Regions from separate parts of the Mus musculus genome. Here region 1 is linked to region 2. Evidence: chromatin contacts called from public HiChIP or PLAC-seq data. All regions are on one chromosome and are shown on one strand. Each heading gives the region's core, a stretch centred on a gene start, on an enhancer-like site or on the middle of the called end of the contact. The rest is flanking DNA. Distances are from core to core; before and after follow the strand shown. Region 1 has its middle 31 kb from the start of Lama1. Region 2 holds the start of Rab12 (RAB12, member RAS oncogene family).

Evidence for each region. HiChIP or PLAC-seq counts read pairs in DNA pulled down with a chosen protein or histone mark.
Region 1: a contact with region 2 is called in an H3K4me3 HiChIP or PLAC-seq map of forebrain, with 18 times the contacts expected there. The contact joins the enhancer-like site here to the promoter of Rab12 in region 2. A contact is called at or near these places in 4 of 39 promoter capture datasets (cranial neural crest, frontonasal cranial neural crest, hippocampal neurons and 1 more), 2 of 484 Hi-C or Micro-C datasets (cortical neurons and palatal mesenchyme), 5 of 115 datasets of contacts at active chromatin or transcription factors (SST interneurons, craniofacial prominence, embryonic forebrain and 2 more) and 2 of 9 other capture datasets (adipose tissue and embryonic stem cells).

Annotation. Positions count from the first base shown.
Region 1 is chr17:67,663,347-67,668,425 of GRCm38.p6, reverse strand. No RefSeq gene overlaps it. Among named protein-coding and RNA genes, the nearest start is that of Lama1, 31 kb to the left of the region's middle. Within about 2 kb of position 1,340, at least 13 of the 459 cell types and tissues checked have an H3K27ac peak or open chromatin away from gene starts, as enhancers often do.
Region 2 is chr17:66,516,632-66,521,516 of GRCm38.p6, reverse strand. It overlaps Rab12 (RAB12, member RAS oncogene family), which reads left to right and starts at 1,847. Exons shown (of 6, transcript NM_024448.2): 1 at 1,847-2,169. The coding sequence starts at 1,947. It overlaps Gm41608 (a long non-coding RNA gene), which reads right to left. Exons shown (of 3, transcript XR_876914.3): 1 at 2,572-4,885.

The sequences.
Region 1 (5,079 bases), core at 91-2,590, 1.1 Mb before region 2:
TGGATACCCCCTGCCAGGTGCCCTGATGGAGTGTGCCTGGGCCAGCCAGAGCCCCAGAACCCCTCCCAGTAATGTTAGAGGTAAAATGGAGAGTTTTCTAGTTAGGGTTTTAGACTAACCTAAAATAAATTACACTGAACTCTAGAGAAGTCATCTTAGTTTTTGGTGTGAAGGGTATCGGACTTCCCTGAGCTCAAGATTGTGATTCTTAGCTCGATGCCCCACTAGATGGCGCTGCTGATCCACACAGCTGGAGAACCCACTCTATCAGAACTAGTGTCCTAATTTGGTTGTGTTTTACTGTGACAGTATGCTTTCCTGTGTTGGCATCAGAGACTCATTCCATCATCTCCTTGGTCTTTAGCAGAAATCTCTGTTTCAGTGCCTGTCTCTTTTGCTCTAGCTCCCTGTCTCTGTCTCTCTGTCTTTCTCTCTCTCTCTCTCACAGAGAGGGAGGGAGGGAGGGAGAGAGAAACAGCAGAGAGACAGACACAGGGGGACAGACACAGAGGGACAGACACAGAGACAGACACACACGCAGACACATACACACAGAGACAGACAGACAGACACACACACACAGAGAGAGAGAGAGAGAGAGAGAGAAAGAGAAAGAGAGAGACAGACACTGGGGTACAGACACAGAGACACACACACACACAGACACATACACACAGAGACAGACAGACAGATGCACACACACACACACACACACACACACAGAGAGAGAATTCTTACAGTATAGCTTCTGTGTGGCTTGCACATTACCATTTAGATGATGCTCATCCCCCAAGCCCCATTCCTTCCTTGGGTCCTTCTGAGGATTCTACAGGAAAAGTGGAACTAAAGAAGCTCCCCTGCCTCTCCATAGCAGGCTTCCTTTCCTATCTCCTTTCTTCTCACACCCTCCCTTCTTCCACACAACCTTCCTGACGCCCTTCCCCAATCAGAGCCTTCGATCCCCACACCTTCTCCCTCAGCTTCCCTGATGGTGCCTGCTTGACCGGCTTAGTCTCTGGAAGCATCTACCCTCTGTCACATGAGGTTGTCTGCCTTCCTCTACCCTGCAGGGGGAATGCTTGGTCTCCTTGGAGCTCAGCTACCGGCTGCAGCATCCCTTCTTGCCGGGTTTAGGAGAACTGGTTAAGGACATGGGCAGGTGGCCTGATGACTTGGTCACTGTCACCAAAGAGTCCAGAACCTAACTGTCAGGATCCATACTAGTTAATAGCCTTGCAGGCTGCCATTCTTAGAGAGCTCAGTGGGGGAGGGAGGCTGAAGGAATGCACAGGACTGGAGACAACCTTGAACTTGAGATTAGAAAAGGTTCCCGAAGCAGAGTGGGTGAGCTGGCTGAGGAAGAGAAAGCAGAGCTCACCAACGCCATGGAGAGCAACCCCACCAGGCTGAAACGAGTGCTGAGAATTAGCCAGCTGAGCCAGGAAAGGCAGCAGAGACACTCTGTGAGGGTCTTGGAAGGAGCCAGCAAAGTTCCTCCAGACCTCCCTGGGCTGGGCACTGCCCCTTCCTTTGGCCACTCACATAAGGCCTCAATCCAGTACCTCAGACCCTGTGCTCATTTGCAAATCAGCTGTTGGCGTCTGTAATGAAAGTATGTTGGAGTCACACAGGAGTAGGGCAGGCTGTTACTCAATGACTGGTGTCTCCACAGATAAGAAGAAAGGGGGACCAGGACATAGCAGAGACAGACTGGGAGTGTCACAGCTAAGAGACAAGACTCACAGCATCCAGCAGAAGGTGCCAGAAAGGCTCCTGTGGGGTGCATGGCACACATCACAGCCCTTAATATTTTTATATCTTGGACTTGGGGTCAAGGATCCAATAGCATCCCGCCCATGACAGACCCTTTTTAGATTCCACAATACACTTGTTTATTCTGGACATAGATGTGAGACTCAAAGATATTAGACTGATTTCCAGTGATGTCCAGGAGGCCTCCATGCCACCCCAAGTTGAGGTGCTATGTGATCTATGTAAAATAGATCACAGTCAATATAGTTACTGTGTCAGTTGACGTGTATATTTCAAAGTGTGATAGCATGAATACGGTTTATTTTTAATCCATGGGAGTTTTTCACCCTGGAAACTTGGTTCCCAGTGTGATGATGATGAGGTGTGGTAGAATCATTGAGACCTGGAGCCTCCTGGGAACTAATGAGGTCACTGGGGCATCACCCTTGGAAGGAATTAATGTTGAGTTTTTAGAATGTACTAATTCTCAAGGAAGAATATTGTCATCAAGAAGACCACCATGTGTTGACCTGTTTCTTATACAGTCCTTTTCCGCTTCTCTACAATATGGTGACATAATCACAGGGACTTTTGCCAGCGCTTACAAAGCCAGAACTGTTTGATTTGGAACATTGAGCCTCTGGTGAGTATATGAGTTAAATACACTTAAAAAAAAAAAAGTCCAGCCTCAGGTATTTTGGATACAGCAACAGAAAACTAACACATGCATATAGACAGCATCTTTGAGGGTTAGCACAACAATATTTGTATAGCCGTATAGCCATTCACTAATTCAGTGAGCATAAAATTAAGTAACATCAGTCGTGCTTTGGGCTTGAACCCAGATATGCAGAAGATGGGCAAGCATGTGCAAACTGCCTGCCATCTCTGAATATATTTGCACAAGTGAGTAAAGGTTTGTTGTTCGAGGTATAAGATCTGAACGTTCACGGGGATCAGATGCCGGTGAAGAGTTTTTCAAAGAGACTAAAGGCAGGGCAATTTTACTGTCTTCTTTTTGTTGTAGCCAGTGACATTGGAGTAGAAAGACGTCACACCCTATTAATTCCCACAGTGAATAGTATTTCCTGGATCCACAGTAAGCAGGGATGTTTTCACGTCATGAACATTGTTGTCTGAGAGTTTCAAATGAGTCCTCAACACCGTGAGCAGTGAGTGACCACGTCTCTCTCCCACATACTAGACAGTGGTTGTCAGCTGCTGGAGAGGGGTTCGCTGGAGTCCAGCCCAGAGGTAATTCTGTACCGCTTCACCATGCTCACACTCAACAACGTTTAGTGTGAGCAAGATGCACGTGACAGAAAGAGAAGTCTGAAACCCAGGTCAGGCCTGGTGTATTGGTCAGGGTTCCCTAGAGTCACAGAACTTATAGAATGTCTCTCTATATATTAAGGAAATTTATTGTAATGACTTACAATCTGTAGTCCAACTAACCCAACAATGGGCAACCGTGGATGGGAAGTCCAAGAATCTAGTAGTTGCTCAGTCCCACAAGGCTAGTTGTTTCAGCTGGTCTTCTGTAGAAGTAGATTCCAACAGATGTGCTGGCAGGTAAGTACAATCAAGTGAAGAGGAGTGAGTTTTCCTTTTTCCAATGACCTTATGTCGGTCTCCAGCAGAAGGTGTGACCCAGATTAAAGGTGTGCCTAGATCTGGAACTTGCTTTGTCCTAGGCTGACCTTGAACTCAGAGATCTCCTTGCTTTAGTCTCCTTGGATTAAAAGTCCATACTTCTTTGCCTGGGCCTAAGCTTTTCATGGCGACTATACCTCAAGATCTCCATGTCAAGATCAGAACACAAGGTCAGAAACTTGTGTCTTCCAGCCTCGAGATCTGGATCATGGGTGTACCGTCCACTTCTGGATTGCAGTTCATTCCAGGTATAGTCAAGTTGACAATCAGGAATATCTACCACGCCAGGCATGGGGTTATGTACTTGTGATCTCAGCACTCCAGAGGCTGAGGCAGGAGAATAGTTCGTGTAAAGGCTACTTGTGAGCTACACAGTGAGACCTTGTTTCCAGAAGGCAATGTTTGGTGATGTAGTTTAGTAATCAAGGGGTTAACAGGAACTTGCTCAGTGTGTGCAAAGCTCAGGGTTCTACCCCACCCCCCACCCCCTGCACAGATTCATTGCCAAAGAGCTGTCCAAAGAGTCTCTAGGCTCTGGCCACAAGAAGAGAAAAAGAAAGAGGAAGGGCTTTCTGGGAAGTACAGGTGTCTACCTCGTTTGAGTATGTCTAGGTCTCCCTTAAGAAAGTCAAAAAGCAAGAGAGAGTGGGAGGGAGAGGTATCCCAGGGCTACAGTGCGTGGGCATTGCATTGACAGAAGAGGGGACACATGGGCCAGACTGGGGCAGACTTTGAAGCACCTTTGCAGAAGAGCATCCTGCAGAGAGAAGGGACCAGAGAGAGGAGTCTGTGGCCTAGAAAGGGATGGAAAGATCAGTGCTGTGAAATCACCCAGAGGGTGCATTTCCCACCACACATCCCTAGGGGTGGAGCTTTGTTCATGTCTCCAGCTCTATGTGTCTCTGGAGACCACATAGAAGAATCTCTCAATATCCTTGCCACGGGACCTCAACACACAGAGAAAGACGTTAATACCAGGTGCCTTAACTCCATACAAGAGGCTTGCTTCTGCTGTAGGTCCCACCCCACACTTTGCCCTGCCCTGGCAAGGCCAGCCATCTATGGCTGATGTATCACCACATCCTACCAGGCCTGAGCTGGGGAACACTTTCTTGTTATAGAGAGATTTTTTTCAGGTCTGCAGAGGACACTGTTCTGGGCATAGAGAAAGCTGGTGGGCATCTCCTCAGCTTTGGGGATGAAGATTAGATGGTTCAAGCATGCAAGCAGCCCTGAAGAGAGAGAAAGTTCCTTGAGTCTTGCTGCTAGCAAGGTCAGTTCATGTAAACCCGTTGAGCAGTGCGTTTTCTCCCTGCTGACTTTATTATCTCTATTTTTTGAAGAGCTGGCATTTTAAATGCTCCGAATGACATAGAATCTATCTTAATTATAACCTTTCCTCTCAGGGCAAAGAGTTGTCTATGAAAGAATTTTTTAAATTTCTTAATTAACCTGCAGTGACTTTACTTTGCCAGAGCTCATGTTCTGGGCGCATTAGGATCTCTGCGCTCTCTCTCTCTCTCTCTCTCTCTCTCTCTCTCTCTCTCTCTCTCTCTCTCTCTCTCTCTGCTGCCCAGAGTAGTTTTAAAAAAACAAAACAAATCAACAAACCCAACATAATAAAGATGGAAGAAAAAAAAATCAACAACCTTCTAGCAGTAAACTTCTGGGATA
Region 2 (4,885 bases), core at 598-3,097:
TTTTAATTAGATCTGATTTAAATATTATTTAAATATTAATGGTGTATGCATCAAAATGGTACCGCCATGGTTCTCTGTTAGTATGCATAGCTATATCTGTCTATTAAAATAAATATATTTTAAAAGTATTCACCAAAGTACAAATGGTACAACCAGAGGGTCTTTTGATAATTCCCCACTTTGTGAAATACAAACCCTTGTTTTCCATGGTTGTGCTGTCTCCCGATCTCTCGGACCTCCCTAGAGTTTCTTCTTCAGCTTCTACCTTTTCTACAGGGGAGCCCCTGGGTTCTGTTCTCACTCTTCTGGATCAGGCTTTTTCCATGTGAGCTAAAGTACTATCAACTGGAGGCCCTTTGGCATGATGGGGGAATAATTGTAAGGCAGGATATGAGAGCACCCCTTTTATTACACAGTCTGGGGCTTAAGAACGAGCACAAAGTCAGCCACCTTTCTTTATATAGTTATCTGTGATGACTTTGTTCACATTCATTCATTCATTCGTCCCTGTAATACTGGCTTTCTGGTATGTGCCAAAGTGCTGAAGCATCCTGGAGTAACCTTGATAATTGGCTTAAAGACGCAAACAAGCATGGAACCCGAGTCCTGTGGATTTCTTTCCAAACTCCCCCATTTAAGACATCCACTATTCTGGTACATTATAGACCTGCCTATGGGGGAAGAGATACTATTTTGGATGCCAGGGTCTTTAACCTTACAAGTTATGCAGAGTCACCTGCCTACTAGGAACAGTTGAATACCTTGCATTTATATCATCCTTTGGAGTCTGCAACAGGGTGTATGGCTTATTGTTTTGTTGTTCTTTTGTATTGACGTTTTTGCAACAGTGATAGATGAAAAGAGTCTTTTCATTCATTCCCATGTGAGCCTCTAGGTTCCATCCCCAGTACCGCCAAGAAAAAAAGAACGATAATTTAGAATAGGCTATAACATTTTTAAAAATCCAATTGGGATTACTTTTGCAAAATAATGTGATTTCTTCAACTGTGCATCCATGGCAAAACAAACGCATGCGCTATGTATTAGTAAACTTAGCTCTAAATACGGCTGAAATTTGGTGAGTAATGTGATCATTCTTCGCAAGCATGCCAGCTCCTATCATGTTTAGAACCCTGTGTTCCGAGGTGCTCAAGTTCACGCAAAGGAATTTGCTAAATAAATCCCTGGCAAGCTTCTGTAGCCGTAAATACTTTCAAGTAGAAATGGCAAAATAACACACCCAAGTCAGTACCTAAACCTTCGGAGTTTAGGTCGCTTGTCATCTGAGTTTTTACCTGCTGGCTTCCCCTAAGGTGCATGTCACTCACTGAATTTTACGAACTGTAAGTCTGAGGAAGACTTTTAAGATCCATTTAAGATAGCTGATTCCTCGGGGCCCCACAGGAAAAGTGCACGCAGAGGTGCGGCCCTGCCAGGGTACGTGGGCTTCCTCCAAAGTGGCGTTCACACCCTAACCCCGCGTGGGCCAGACCGAGACCCCCAGCACCCAAACACCCTAAATTCTGGAAGATGATCACAGGCTATATGCACTTTGAGACACGTTTGGGACGGGCTGCTAAAAAGAAGTGTGTGGTTCTTGGGAACGGTGCACGATGAGGATAAACCACGAGTGAAAGTGCGCCGAGTGGGGAGGGCCGAGGGAACAGGGGTGACGGAGAGCGACCCACACATAACATACACCCCACGGAGCGGAGCGCACGGCTCGGTCCTCCGACCGACAGGGGGCGGGCTCCAGTCCCGCGTGGCGCCGCGCCTGCGCTTCCTGCCCCTCCCGGTCCGGGATGCTGCTACCGCTGCTGCGGAGAAGCTGCTTCCCTTCCTCTACTCCCGGCGGCGGCGGCGGCGGCGGTAGCGCGGAGCGGGTGGAGGGTGCGCGGGGGCCCGGGGCGCGCGGACGGCGGCCCGAGCGCGAGCCGTATGCGTGCATGGATCCCAGCGCCGCGCTGCACCGGCGGCCCGCGGGCGGCAGCCTGGGCGCGGTCTCCCCGGCGCTGTCGGGCGGCCAGGCCCGCCGGAGGAAGCAGCCCCCCAGGCCGGCCGACTTCAAGCTGCAGGTCATCATCATCGGCTCCCGCGGCGTGGGCAAGACCAGCCTGATGGAGCGCTTCACCGACGACACGTTCTGCGAGGCCTGCAAGTCCACCGTGGGTACGCCGGGCCTGTGGCGGGTGGGCCTGGGGGAGGTCGGGGCCCGGTCCCTGTCCCCATGGAAGCTCTGACCCTCTCCCAGGGCCTCAACGAATCATCCTACGGATGCCCGGGCATACCCGCCGTGGGCACATCTGGCATCCGAGCCGCGCACAGCCCAGGTCTCCGTGGAAGCCCGACCCTCTCTTGTGGCCAGACCGAGCTTTTCCGTGGCCTTTCCGCGGGTGTCGGACCCCCGAAGCCCAAACATTCCCTCCCGGAGCCTTCACCAGTCATGAGGTCCGGGTGATGCATCCGCGGAAACTCCCGGTCCGTTACTCCTGCTCACCCAGGAAAACGGCTTTGTGAACCGAAAGTAGAGCTGAAGGCCACCCACCAGTGCAGTGCCCCGGGGTTACTCACCATCTTAAATGGGTCCGGACCTCGCAGCTTTGCAGGCTGGAGGGATGGACCAAGGTTTGCTTTCTCATTTTCTGTCTATTTTCGTGGTTTACAGAAAAGAAGTTTGTTGCAGAGACAGTTCGCGCTAAAGCTACACTCGGGTTTCTTTCTTGTTCTGTGCACAAATGTAGGGCAAAGGGATTTCAGCTGTGTTTATCCTTGACCTCAAATAACCGGGTGGATAGGCGGGCAAAGTAAGGGCGATTTCCCGGCACCCACCCGAGGTCGGTGAATTACCGGGAAATCCATAGGTAACGCTCCTGTTACCTTCCTCGGGATCTGGGTTTGAAACTGCAAGGGAATGTTTTTAGTGACACTGGATTGACAGGGCTTGACATAGAGGTTTGTTGGGGTTATGGGAAACAGTTGTGACCATGGAAAAGCTACCTGGAAAACTCTCATTTGGGGTGGCTTATAGAAAAAGGGGGTGAGCAGGAGGGACTGGACAGAGTGACAAAAAATCTAGCGTTCTCCCTGAATCCTAGCCCCAAGGAGAGGAAGGTGGATCTCTGATTTCGAGGCCAGCCTGGTCTGTCTACACAGTGAGTTCCAGGACAGCCAGGGCTATGCAGAGAGACCCTGTCTCAAAACAAACAAAATCTCAGCTTGGAGGTTTGAAAAGCTAAACACTGGTGCACATATTTTCCGTTGTAACCATTGATGGTTCCCGTTTTGAGATGAGAATTCTGTAGAGAATTTCAGGGACTCTCTTTAGGTCGTAATTGGTAAGTTGCCGGGTAACAAAACTACCACGGTTCTAAGTACTTAGACCGGAAAATTAAACCTCCAGTTTTCACACTGACTTAAATTTCCTTTTTGATTATGCCCCTTCATGCCTTTTTTTTTTTTTTTTTAACAGACCATTTTGGAAATATTTATGCTCCTTCTACCCTGTTTGTTTTTTAAATGTTTGTCTTGGGGATGTGTTATTAGAACTCAGTAACGTAATTATACCCACTGCAAATATCCAATCTTGGATCCTAAGAGTATACAGGGAGTTATTAACCAGGAAATGAGGCTTATATTGTTTTGTTTGTTTCTGACATAAGTGCAGTAGGCTTGAATGCAGTTGAGAATTACCAGTCGTTTATGGCCCCACACTTACATATGCAGAAATGAAAGCTAATGGTTATATTTAATATAGAAGGGAAATAGGACTGCAGCACTCGGAAGGCTCGAGGTGACGGACTGGGGTGGGGAGAGCTGGCCTTTATGACAGCACACCCACATTCTAGGAAGTTTTCCTAGGGCTCATAGAAGTGGATCCGTGGAGAGCTGGCCTGTCCTCCTGAGAAAGATGGGCCTACTCAGTAAGCTTTCCCCTTGTTGACAAAATGAAACTAGCTTGAGACATCATGGAATTACATAGACTATCTGGAAATGAGCGGAAACAGGCCTCCTTACATACATAATTATATGTACAAATATACGGGTGTCTCCCCACACTGAGGGTGGTTGAATTTTTCCCTTGGATGTTTTTGTTTACTTCATATCCAGCCTAAAGTAATTAATTTCAGTAAGTGTTTCTTGTGGGAAGTTCGGAAAAAGATGGTAACCATAACTTAAGGAAAGCCTGAAGACACTACATGCTAACAGGTGCCTCTGCCTCTTCAACTCCTGCCTCTGGGTTGAGTTATTTTCTAGCCAGCCTGCGGTTTGTTGAGCACCTGCTGTGTGTTGGGTGTTGTGCCGCCTGTGGGGTAATGTGGAAGCCCAGCGTGGGCTCAGTGTGCAAGTGGTGCCAGCAGGCGCCAGATTACAGTGCTCAAGGGGAGCATGGACAGAGAAGGGTACTTAACACACAAGCCTCCTGGCTGGGGCCAAGGGCTTGTTAGAAGATTCCTTCCCACTGAGCCCTGAGGAGCCAAGTTCATTCCTTAAGTTCCTTTAGAAAATGCTGTTTAAATATGACCCTGGGTGTGGTATAGCCTTGTAGCTACTGCTTGAGCAGAGCTTCTAGGTCTTCCTGTGGCCTGTTTTCTAGTTCCTTCCCAGCCTTATACAAAGAGCCCCACAAAGAAGAGGAGTGTCTTCCCTGATGCTTTTTTTACTGAGTCAAGGCTGCTTCTGGAAGAGACCACAGTCCCCAGCATGAGTCCACCAAGATAGGTCACATGGCACCTGTCATTCAGAGGCTAGAACGGGCAGGGGTGGGAGGGCCTGAAAGACACCTTTGACAAGGAATCAGACACCTGTGGACCTTGTGTAACAGGATCTGTGGAGGTAAATGAATGTAAAGGTTGAATCAGTGAGACATTGATATCTTTATTGTTAT